Regions from separate parts of the Macaca mulatta genome. Here region 2 is linked to region 1. The links are chromatin contacts, called in public Hi-C maps. All regions are on one chromosome and are shown on one strand. Each heading gives the region's core, a stretch centred on a gene start, on an enhancer-like site or on the middle of the called end of the contact. The rest is flanking DNA. Distances are from core to core; before and after follow the strand shown.

The links. A called contact is a pair of places that touch in the nucleus more often than the background predicts.
Region 2: a Hi-C map of liver shows a contact between it and region 1, with 4 times the contacts expected there. The contact joins the promoter of BBS10 here to the promoter of KRR1 in region 1. A contact is called at or near these places in 3 of 14 Hi-C or Micro-C datasets (fetal cortex germinal zone, fetal cortical plate and liver).

Annotation. Positions count from the first base shown.
Region 1 is chr11:82,683,727-82,689,382 of T2T-MMU8v2.0, reverse strand. KRR1 (KRR1 small subunit processome component homolog) reads left to right here and starts at 4,020. Exons shown (of 10, transcript NM_001265714.1): 1 at 4,020-4,139. The coding sequence starts at 4,055.
Region 2 is chr11:83,497,984-83,504,134 of T2T-MMU8v2.0, reverse strand. BBS10 (Bardet-Biedl syndrome 10) reads left to right here and starts at 4,592. Exons shown (of 2, transcript XM_015152340.3): 1 at 4,592-4,712; 2 at 5,217-6,151. The coding sequence starts at 5,218. It overlaps OSBPL8 (oxysterol binding protein like 8), which reads left to right. Exons shown (of 24, transcript NM_001260879.2): 24 at 1-1,209.

The DNA of each region.
Region 1 (5,656 bases), core at 2,771-5,270:
TATTCAATAGTTTATCTGGTGTGGAATTACTGCAGAACCATATGTGTATATTTTATATTGCTAAATTGCTCTGCAAAAAGGCAGTAACAGTTTATATTTGCACTAGCCGTGTATGAGAGTATTATTTCCTCTAGCAGTATTATTTTTAAAAATGTATGTTTATTATTTCTTTTCTTTTTTTTCAATCTGGTGGGTGAGAAGTGATATTTCATTGTTAAGTCTGTATACTTGTTGACAATAGTGAGGTTGAACATCATATGTTTGTCAATCATTTGGATATGCTCTACTATAAACTGTTGTATTAATTAGGGCTCTCCAGAGAAACAAAATGTATTAGGGCTCCCCAGAGAAACAAAACCTGTGTGTGTATGTAATTTATTTTTATTTATTTAAAAAAATTGGCTCACATGTTTATGTTTATGGAGACTGGCAAGTCCAAAATCTGCAGGGTAGGCTGTCAGGTTGGAGACTCAAAGACGAGACAATACTACAATCCAAGACCAAGGGACTTCTGCTGCAGAATTCTTCTTTCTCAGGAGAGGTCAATGTGTTTTCTCTATTCAGGTCTTCAACTGATTGGATGAGGACCACCCACAGTATAGAGGACAATCTGCCTTACTCAAAGTTAACTGATTTAAATGTTAATCTCATCTAAAAGTACTCTCACAGAAACATCCATAATATTGTAGGACCAAATATTGGGACAACATTACCCAGTCAAGTTTACACTTACAATTAACCATCATAAATATCTACTAATATATTTTCCGTTTTTCTTTTTTTCCCCTTTTTTTTGAGATGGAGTCTTGCTCTGTCACCCAGGCTGGAATGTAGTGGCATGATCTCGGCTCACTGCAACCTCTACCTCTTGGATTCAAGCGATTCTCCTGCCTCAGCCTCCTTAGTAGCTGGGACTACAGTTACGTGCCACCATGCCCGGCTAATTTTTTGTATTTTTAGTGGAGATGGGTTTCACCATGTTAGCCAGAATGGCCTCAATCTCCTGACCTCGTGATCCGCCTGCCTTGGTCTCCCAAAGTGCTGGGATTACAGGCATGAGCCACTGCTCTCGGCCTTTCCTTATTTTTCAATGGAATTGCTTACATCTTTTTATCACCTTGAATATTATTGTAATCAACCATTAAATGTTTTGTGAATATTTTGCCCCCTCTCTCTTATATCCTTTATTTTTCGTATCCTATTTCTCATCATTTTAAATTTTAAATTATTATTTTGAATACTTTATAATCAGTGAATCACTGAAAATGAGATGAAAATTTGGACACTATCATTTTGATAATCACTTTTGAGTTTATAGTCTTTTAAGGTGATTTTAGGAGATTTTTCAATATTTAGTTTCAATATGTATTCAATAAATATTTACAGTATTTAGTTATTATTCAATATTTATTTAAAATTAAATTGTTCTTTCAATTCTAATGAATTTTTGGAAGATGTTGAAGTTAGATCTGCTCTTTTCCAAAGTAAGGAATCTAGAGCAAATAGTTCCCACATGTGGAAACTATTGTTTAGAGGTTTTAAAAGTTTAAACCATTCATATGTAATATTGTGGTTATAATGTTTAATTCTTAGAAGAACTAGTCGAATTAATTTCCGAATTTATTTATTCCATACCATGTTTATTTTAAAATTTTTCTTCAAAACTGCTTAACACATAGTCTAACCAAATTGTTGAAACATTGTCCTCATTCAATTTGACTGTCAATTTTAATTTTTAGTAGTATACATATGTGCCATTCCTGCTTGTCAAGCCAAAATATGAAAATTCAGTTAATGAGTAACAGTATTGAAGCATCAGAGTCTGTTTTAAAACTGAAAAAAAATGTATGTGTACTAAGGAAAAGCTTCAGCCTCTCAGTCTTACGCAATTATTTTTCTATTCATTTAATTTTTATACATTACTTCTTATAACTACTAGCATCAAATTAATATCTTGCTATATTTTTATCTCATATTATCACAGAGGAAAAAGCACTGTATAATTATATATACTCTTCAGTATATGATTATTAGTAATTATAATATTTTTAAATTAGTGATTTTTGTTGCAGGATTTATTTTTTAGTAAAAGTTTTTATATCCTATATGTAAGATAACTCCCTGTTCCTGTGATATAACTTGTATTAGATTATTGGCTTCTGGAAGGCAAATAACAGACTTTTAAAAAAAATTCACTTAACTTCCAATCATATATTGTTTTTATATTGTATATTCAGTTGGTTGACAACGTGAGGGCTTTTGAATTAGGCAAGGGAAAGAATCATTTAATATTGAAATAACTTATTGCAGGAGCCTGATGAATCTTTTCCTTTGGAAAGCAGACAGGACAGTTTTAGTGTGGTGTCATCTATAATAGGAGGTCTAGAAGACCTTAGAGAATCTTAGAACTCAATTATTATCTATGTTTTTACACCCCTTTCAGTAATGATTTGGAAAAAAAATGTAAAAATTTCAAAAAGGGAAAGATGAACCCTGAGCTCTGCATAGTATGGTAATTAAAAGGTTGGGTTTTACAAACAGACTCAATATTGACAAGAAAAGGATCGGTGGGTTTTCATTTTCCCATCTCCATCATATTCTCAATATTTCTCAAATAAGAGCAATACTAAGATTAAAAATATATATGTAAATGGGAATAAAAGCCTATGTAGAAAATTTTGCTAGAAAATAAAGGGCTTTTAACACAAATATTACTTCTACACTATTCCCTCCCCTTCACCCCTATCAGCCCTCTTTCTAACACTTTTGAAGCTCCTAATGAATAGTAGCCCCCTGAAGCTGCTAGGTCAAACTGCCTGGACTTGAAGACGGGCCTTTCACTTATTAGTGATTGAGTTACTTAAAATAAGGATGATAAAAACCTGCTTCATGAGGTGTACTCTTCACTTTATAACTTTAACCTGTTGCTATTTGTTCTATTTTAGGGATTTATCATTATTTTTTTGAGGAAATTAAAAGAACAGAGATAAAATCCCTGTCATTTATAAAACGCACAGGATAAAAGCAAAAAACCTTTGCTCTGTCGTTTGGGTTCTTCTGTCCATATGTAACAATCTGTTTCATACATGGATCTCATATATGAAAACCTAAATTTTTGTATAAGATACACGAGAGTGGATTTATCAGACAAACGTGTATTTCACTAATGCAAGGAATTTAACCTATCAAAGACTTTCCCTATTTGCTGCAGAAAATTTTAGAAATGCAAGCAATAAAATCAATAATTTTAAAAAATCTTGTCTTTGGCATGTCAAAGAACTTTTATACTTCTAAAAGTGTAGTTATTTGTAGTCAGTGATGAACCTCTCTACACACCTTAGCCCTATGCAATGTTGGGGGTAGAAAACGAGTAGAGATTTTGAGAAATCTTAGGCTAGTTGAAATACTTCTGAAACGTCAGAATGTTGAATTACCATCCCTCTGACTTAGAAAGAGAAATACCAACACTCGGGAAGATTACCATCATAAACAACTTTGGAAAGTTTAATTTGGTCATTGTTTTTAAAATTAGAAATAATGTAAATAAAGTACTGCAACAAAGCATTCTCACAATAAATAGTAGCTATTCCTGTCACTTCTTACAGCGGAGGCCCAATATACATTGTATTCTCATATTTGTGCTTCCTCCCAACATCTAGCGCATATTTGGCCAACATATAAATTTTTATCGAAAGAATGAATGACATCAATGACAGGCTGGTCGCACTCCGGTGGTCCAGGTTAGCCCGTGAGGCCACGAGGAAACTGCGGATAACACAGTGTCCAATTTGCCTATACCGCCTGCTAAACTACAAGTCCCAGTACGCAAACGCCATGGTTGCAGTGCATACTGGGAGAAAGTCTCCAGCTCTTCATTGGCCACGTAGGAGAACCTCCGGTGTGTGTAAAAGCGCGGGCTTTAACGCACGTACGCACGGAAAACTGCGCAGATCTCCTCGTCTGAGTTCCGCGGAACTCATTTTGAGTGTAGGCATTTTAGCCGGTAGGATTTAAGAACAGTTTCATTTCCGGCGTCACCGGAAGCAGCTTGAAAATGGCGTCTCCCTCTTTAGAGCGGCGAGAAAAAGGGGCTGGAAAAAGTGAATTTCGTAACCAGAAGACAAAGCCGGAGAACCAAGGTGATGTTATGTGGGAACCGAAGGCTGGGGTTTGTGGACGTTGAGTTGCGATGTTTTTTTTTCTCATTGCTTGTGGACTTATAAAACCACCTGGAGCCTGTACTGTGTATTTAAGTACCACAATAATCGCTGATAAGATTATTGGCTGGGCCCACAGGAACGACTGGCCGATATGGTGCCACCCACGTGTTCCTAATTCATTCCTTTTGCTAAAGGGTCCCCAAAGCGAAGCCGTTGCTGAATACGTCTTCTGTAAAAGATTATTAAGAAAATGCCGAGGGCGCCGCGGAACCCTGTAGCCTGCAGGGGACTGAAAGTCATTGACGGAATGAGGAATAGGGTGAGGTGGGAGCAGGTAGTTCTGATATACAGGAGTCGACCCTGATAATGGGGTGAGATATGGGGAAAGGAGCTATCTGACATGTCCTTAGCTCTAGTTTGTCAGTAAAGACAGTTTGAAAGATTTATCAATTCCTGTTTGTCAGATTGCTAAAATACTAGACGACACAGCCCTTGCTCTTTAGGTTGTGCTACCTTTTAATTGTTAACTCCTGCGTTGTGGTCTGGTTTTACCCGTTTTCTTCAGTATGAATGACAGAGAAGTCAGAAATAGCCTGGGGATCTGTTCAACCAGGCTCATAGAAGTGTTAAAAACATTGAACTCTCAATTTAGATGCATTGGGAAAGTTTTCAAGGTTTCTTCGTTGTTGCTCATTAAATGATTATGTAACGTACATAGCAGAGGATACAACTTATATATAGTTTAATAAAACCATGCAAGAAACTAGCATTCAGACTGTTAAGTAAAATAGAGCATTACCATACCCCTCAAACCCTTACGTGCACTTCTCAGATCATATTCTCTTTTCCTGTCACAAGTAACCACTCTGAATTGCGTTGCATTCTGTTCCTCTTCTTGTAGTCACGAAGTGGCTTAATTTTGCCTCTTTTTAAATTTTATATACATGAAAGTGGACCGTATGCATTTTTCTGTGTCTTAGATTTAGCTTTGTTTTTCAAACAGGGTGATACTTGTAGGTGTAGTTTTAGTCTTTTCACTGTTATGTGGTGTTTCCTTGTATGACTATACCCCAGTTTTTTTTTTCATTTTACAATCGGTGGACATTTGGATTGTTCCTATTGCTTGCAATTATAAACAGTACTGCTAAAACATCTTTGTACATGTCTTCTGGTTAACATGTTCAAGGGTTTCTTTAGGTTGTGAACATAGGATTGGAATTACTGAAGTGTAGGGTGTGTGTAAGTAATGCTAACTTTTTTCCAAAGTGCTAGTGTCAGTTTTGTTCCCACTAGCAGTGGACGAAAGTTCTCATTGCCTTACATTCATATGAATACATGATGTTACCTGAATTTTGAATTTCTGTCATTTTGGTAGGTATGAAATGGGATCTGGTTGCAGTTTTAATTTGCATTTTCTGATCACCTATGAGGTTGCGTATCTTTTCACATGTTTTGGGCCTTCCTTAATTGTGAAACTCCTGTGTATTTCTTTTGTC
Region 2 (6,151 bases), core at 3,343-5,842, 810 kb before region 1:
ATTGTCATAAAAGGGTCATTTCTGTGTGTCACTTTATTTCTTTTTATATAGCTATATTTAAACAATAATGCTATCTTTTATAAGGTTTGTCTATTTACCTATTCTTTACTCAGACATTGATGTAGACTTGTCAGATTATTCTGAGTATTGTTAACAGTGCCTTTTCGATGGATTTCACACTTTTTGGCTGTTAACTTGTGCCATATACACACAAAATTTTGTGGAAGGCAGTTTTAACTTTTTGAAGAATATCTGTCAAAATTTAAGAAAACAAATGTATAAAATTCCATTTTTTCCAGTGTTTAGCATTTCTAGTAAGCAGTGAGGTTTTCTGTTTGACATACAGTGATGATGGCATTATTGATAAGCCATACATGAGACTGCAGATTATATTGAATCACATTAAATGTACAGAAATAAAATACTAGATTTATATCAAATTTTCCAATTTGAACCAGTGGAGAAAATCCCACAGAAATCAGTAAGTTTACATTTCAGTTTCTATCTTATTTGACTAAGTGGAAAGAGATTCTTTAAAATGTATAACCTGCCATTATGTAATTTGGTTTCATTTTATTCTACCTGTTGTGTGAGTTTAGTATATTTAATTTACTTTTTGTTACTCTTTACATACTGTTTATTTTTATTACAGTTTTTAATTGAAGATGGACTGTTAAAATTGTATAGGACCAGTGTCGTCTTAATATGATTAATATATTTACAAGAGCCACACGAAACCCATGACAAAATGAATGTGAATATTCTTTCTAAAAATTTAGAAAATATCTTTTTGCATTATGTAATTTGTTTTACAATATCAAAATTTTTCATTTAAAGAAAAAAATGTCATGAAACATTTGAATTGATGAGCCACAGAACTTCAGCTGAAATTTTTTTCACTTTTTAGCATGCTAAATATACATCTGAGTTTAAATATTCTGTTTAATGGCCATTTATAAATACAAGCACTACCACTGGTCAGTTTTGTGTGATAGAATAAAAATATGTTACCTGCAGTGTAAGTACAGCACACTGTCAAATTCTTTTCCTTAAGGTGCACAGTAAATGTACAGATAGTTATAGGCTACTGTTTTGTAATGTAGTACATTTCTAATCTATTATTCCTAACCTATTATAACTGTTTGCAGAGAGAAAAGAATTGAATTTTTCTAATAATCTGTAAAATTATGCTAACTTCTACAAGTAGGCTTCTAAATAAAATTTTTAAAAAAAGCAAACGGTGATCAAGTGACTTTTAATACAATATGGTGACTAAATTAGTGCTAATTTGTTTTAATCTCCCCTTTTAGGGGGATAGGGATAGCTGCAAAGGATGGCAAAGGACTTGAAAGGGATTCAACAGTGAGAATCCCTGAAGTATGCTTTGCTTGGTGCTTTATATTCATTCTTCTCGAATCCTCTATGAGAACTTTAAGAGGAAGTTAGCCAGATTTTATACATGAAGACGCTGAGGCTCAGAGAGGTTGAATGTCTCCAAAAGCTACAGAGTAAGAGTGGTAGCCCACTGTTACTTTAAGAGTAAAAACACAAGTTTGAATCTGTATCTCCATAGTACACTTAAATAGAACTCTAATAGCACTTCACTTCTAAATGTCAGGAATATAATCCACTGCTTGAATCTATATTGAGTAATGTAACCCGAGTAGCACCAGAAAAAAAACCCTACTATTAAACATACACGAAATCCATATGAAAGGGTTTTTTTTTTTTTTACCCCCCTCAGATCACCTATTAGTCTATACCAAGTCAACATCAGATGAGTTCCGAGGCATCATTCCTCTCTGGTTTTCCCCCACCCTCCTTTCTTCTCTCTGCTCAGGGTCCAATTGCTTCTGGCTGTCATTTGGTTTGGTTTGATTAATTGGGGAGAAAAAGATGGGAGGGCCTGCCGGTTCCTCCTATCTTGTTCATAGCAATAAGGATTAAGGAAAACGGGCCCCTCATTGTCCAACCTCAGTGAAACATCTACAAGATCACTTTCTTGCTAATATTGGCATGTTTCTACTCTAGATGATGTATGTTGTGCTGTTATGCTAGTTGAATCTTCTGCATCTCACAAAATATCACTTGTGGGAATAATAAACCAGGAGAGTGGTGACCTACCACAGTAATTTGGTGGGTGTGTCAGAGGTGTCTGAACCAGAGCAATTCCATCTTGAATAGGAGCTGGGTAAAATGAGGCTAAGATCTACTAGGCTGCATTCCCAAACGATTAAGGCATTCTAAGTCACAGGATGAGATAGGAGGTTGGCACAAGATACAGGTCACAAAGACCTTGCTGATAAAACAGGTTGCAGTAAAGCTGGCTAAAACCCACCAAAACCAAGATGGCCACGAGAGTGACCTCTGGTTTTCCTCACTGCTACACTCCCATCAGCGCCATGACAGTTTACAGATGTCATGGCAATGTCAGGAAGTTACGCTATATGGTCTAAAAAGGGGAGGCATGAATAATCCACCCCTAACATGTTTAGCATATCATCAAGAAATAACCATAAAAATGGGCAACCAGCAGCCCTTGGGGCTGCTCTGCCTGTGGAGTAACCATTATTTTATTCTTCTTAATAAACTTGCTTTCACTTTATGGACTCGCCCTGAATTCTTTCTTGCATGAGATCCAAGAACCCTCTCTTGGGGTCTGGATTGGGACCCTTTTCCTGAAACAGGTGTAATATAAGTATTTGAATGTTGAGTGCTGACTATGCCAGGCACTATGCAAAGTGTTTAGTGAACATTCTCCAGAGCTCCTCAAAACCTTTTGAGATTTTTTTTTTATATATATTATCTCCATTGTTTTTTTTGGCGGGGATTGTTTTGTTTTGAGACAAGGTCTCGCTCTGTCGCCCAGGCTGGAGTGCAGTGGTGCGATCTCCGCTCACCGCAACCTCCCTTCCCGAGTTCAAGCGATTCTCATGCCTCAGCCTCCAGAGTAGCTGGGATTACAAGCATGCACTACCATGCCCAGCTAATTTTTGTGTTTTTAGTAGAGACGGGATTTCGCTATGTTGGCCATGCTGGTCTTGAACTCTTGGCTTCCTGTGATCACCTGCCTCGGCCTCCCAAAGTGCTGGAATCACAGCCATGAGCCACCGCACCAGGCCTATTGTTTTTAAAGATGAGAAAAGCAGAGGTCAAAGAGGATGCTTGGTAAATGCCACAGGTAAGGAAATGACAGAGCAAACCCAGGTCTGAATCCAAAGCCCATACTCTCAAGTGCCTGTGTTTTAGGCCAAGCAAGGTGGCTCATGCCTGTAATCCTAAAACTTTAGAAGGCCAAGTCTGGAGGATCACTTGAGGCCAGGAATTCAAGATCAGCCTGGGCAACATAGGGAGAGCCTGTCGCTACTAAAAAAGAAAATAACCGGGTGTAGTGAGGCACAAAGCGACTTGAAGGCTAAGACAGGAGGATCACGAGCTCAGGAATTTGGAGCTGCAGTGAGCTATGATGGCGCCACTGCACTCCAGCCTGGGCGGCAGAGTGAGACCTCGTCTCTTAAAAAAAAAAAAAAAAAAGGGTTGTAATATAAGAGACAGTATTTTCTGTCTTTGGATTATATACACTAATCCTTGGCCATGTGTTTTAAAGCATACTCTTGATCACCAACGTGACTAATGGATTTAAATCTTCACATCGGCCTGGTGCGGTGGCTCATGCCTGTAATCCCAACACTCTGAAAGGCCCTGGCAGGTGGATCATTCGGGTCAGGAGTTCGAAACCAGCCTGGTCAACATGGTGACATCCCCATCTCTACTAAAAATACAAATATTGGCCGGGCACAGTGGCGTATGCCTGTAATCCCAGCTACTTGGGAGGCTGAGGCACGGGAATCGCTTGAACCCGGGAGACGGAGGTTGCAGTCAGCCGAGACTGCGCCACTGCACTCCAGCCTGGGTGACAGAGCGAGACTCCATCTCAAAAAATAAATAAATAAATGGAATCTTCGCATCATTTCTGCTTAATATCTCTGTGGTGTCTAGAGTTTTATTGTGATACCTGAGTCAAGGAAATGTGGTAAAGCCTCTGCAGCGGACATAAAGCCTGCAATTCATGGCTGTAGCTAGGCTCTCCTCACCTGTCCTGCATCTACAAATTATTTCCGTGACGGTAAGGAGACCAATTCCTGGAGAATGTGGACAGAACATGCGTGAATCCAAGGCAGAGGTTTTGCCCCGGAACAAGCAGCTTCTGGCAGGGGATGAAAGCCAGCTGAATTCCAACTGGGGTGCCCTCTCCTTCGCGCAGGCCCCAATACCGTGCTGCCTTTGGAAGAAAGTTTCTCGGGAGACTAAGGGATTTGGGGGCAGCGGACGCCACTGGAGGGAAATGAATTCACCTAGGGAGTCGGGGAAGGGCTTAGGGTTGCCGCTCCTGGTACAGCTGCTGGAAATCCTAGTCTTTTTAACTGCCTTCGCAGACAACAGGGCAGCTCACCCCACCTGGCAAAGCTGCGGGGCTTTTCCACCAAGCGGACAGAAGGGCAGCCCTCTCGCCCAACCAAGAAGCCGTGTTACCGGCTTCCGGGTTTTCTCCCCGCCTATTCCGTTTCCGGCCGTTCCCGCCCCTTTTTTCGGTCGGCCCCGGTGTTCTGCAAGCAGGCCAAAAAGGGGAAGCGGCCCAGATGCTAAGTTCTATGGCCGCCACAGGGTCTTTGAAGGCGGCGTTGCAGGTGGCCGAGGTGCTGGAAGCCATCGTAAGCTGCTGCATGGGGCCCGAGGGACGGCAGGTTTTGTGTACGAAGCCGACTGGCGAGGTGCTTCTCAGCCGGAATGGAGGCCGCCTCCTGGAGGCGCTACACTTACAGCATCCCATAGCCAGGTACCCGCGTCCCACACGCTAGCCTGTAGCTGGGCACCCCAGGCAGCCTCTGTGGACCTCTTGTCCCATCCTGAGGCTATACGTACTTGGAAAGACTGACCTCGGGTGAAACCACTGTCTGCTCGGAATTAGAGCCCTGCCCAAGGGAACACTCCTTTACCCCAAATCTTATCAATTCCCAAGACCACTTCTCCCCACTCCACCCAACCGTAGAATCTGAGAATAGAGCACAATTTTTTCCAAGAAAGGAAAAAACTAAGGATGTATCAAAGGAACAATATTCGCATTTTATACTTATGGCTGTGTAAACATGATTTTAATTTAAAATGTGGGAAGCTGGCCTTTTGAAAATGAGTTGCTTTATTTCTTTTTTGTACAGGATGATAGTGGACTGTGTTTCCAGTCATCTCAAAAAAACAGGAGATGGTGCAAAAACATTTATTATCTTTCTTTGCCATTTGCTTAGAGGACTTCATGCAGTCACAGACAGAGAAAAGGATCCTTTGATGTGTGAAAACATTCAAACCCATGGAAGGCATTGGAAAAATTGTTGTCAGTGGAAATTTATTTCCCAGGCTCTCGTAACGTTTCAGACACAAATATTAGACGGTATTATGGACCAGTACCTAAGTAGACACTTTTTGTCTATCTTTTCATCTGCTAAAGAGAGAACATTGTGTAGGAGCTCTTTAGAGTTGCTCTTAGAAGCATACTTTTGTGGAAGAGTGGGAAGAAATAATCACAAATTTATTTCACAGTTGATGTGTGACTACTTTTTCAAGTGTATGACTTGTAAAACTGGGATTGATGTGTTTGAGTTAGTGGATGACTATTTTGTAGAGTTGAATGTTGGTGTCACTGGCCTTCCTGTTTCAGATTCCAGGATCATAGCTGGTCTTGTGCTTCAGAAAGATTTTTCTGTGTACTGCCCAGCAGATGGTGACATACGAATGGTGATAGTAACAGAAACCATTAAGCCTCTTTTTTCCACTTCTGGGTCAGAGTTTATTCTAAATTCAGAAGCACAGTTTCAAACATCTCAATTTTGGATTATGGAAAAGACAAAAGCAATAATGAAACATCTACGTAGTCAGAATGTAAAATTGCTCCTATCTAGTGTGAAACAACCAGATTTAGTTATTTATTATGCAGGGGTGAATGGCATATCAGTGGTTGAGTGTTTATCATCAGAAGAAGTTTCTCTTATCCGGAGGATCATTGGTCTTTCTCCATTTGTACCACCACAGGCCTTTTCACAGTGTGAAATATCTAACACTGCTTTGGTGAAATTTTGTAAACCTCTTATCCTCAGAT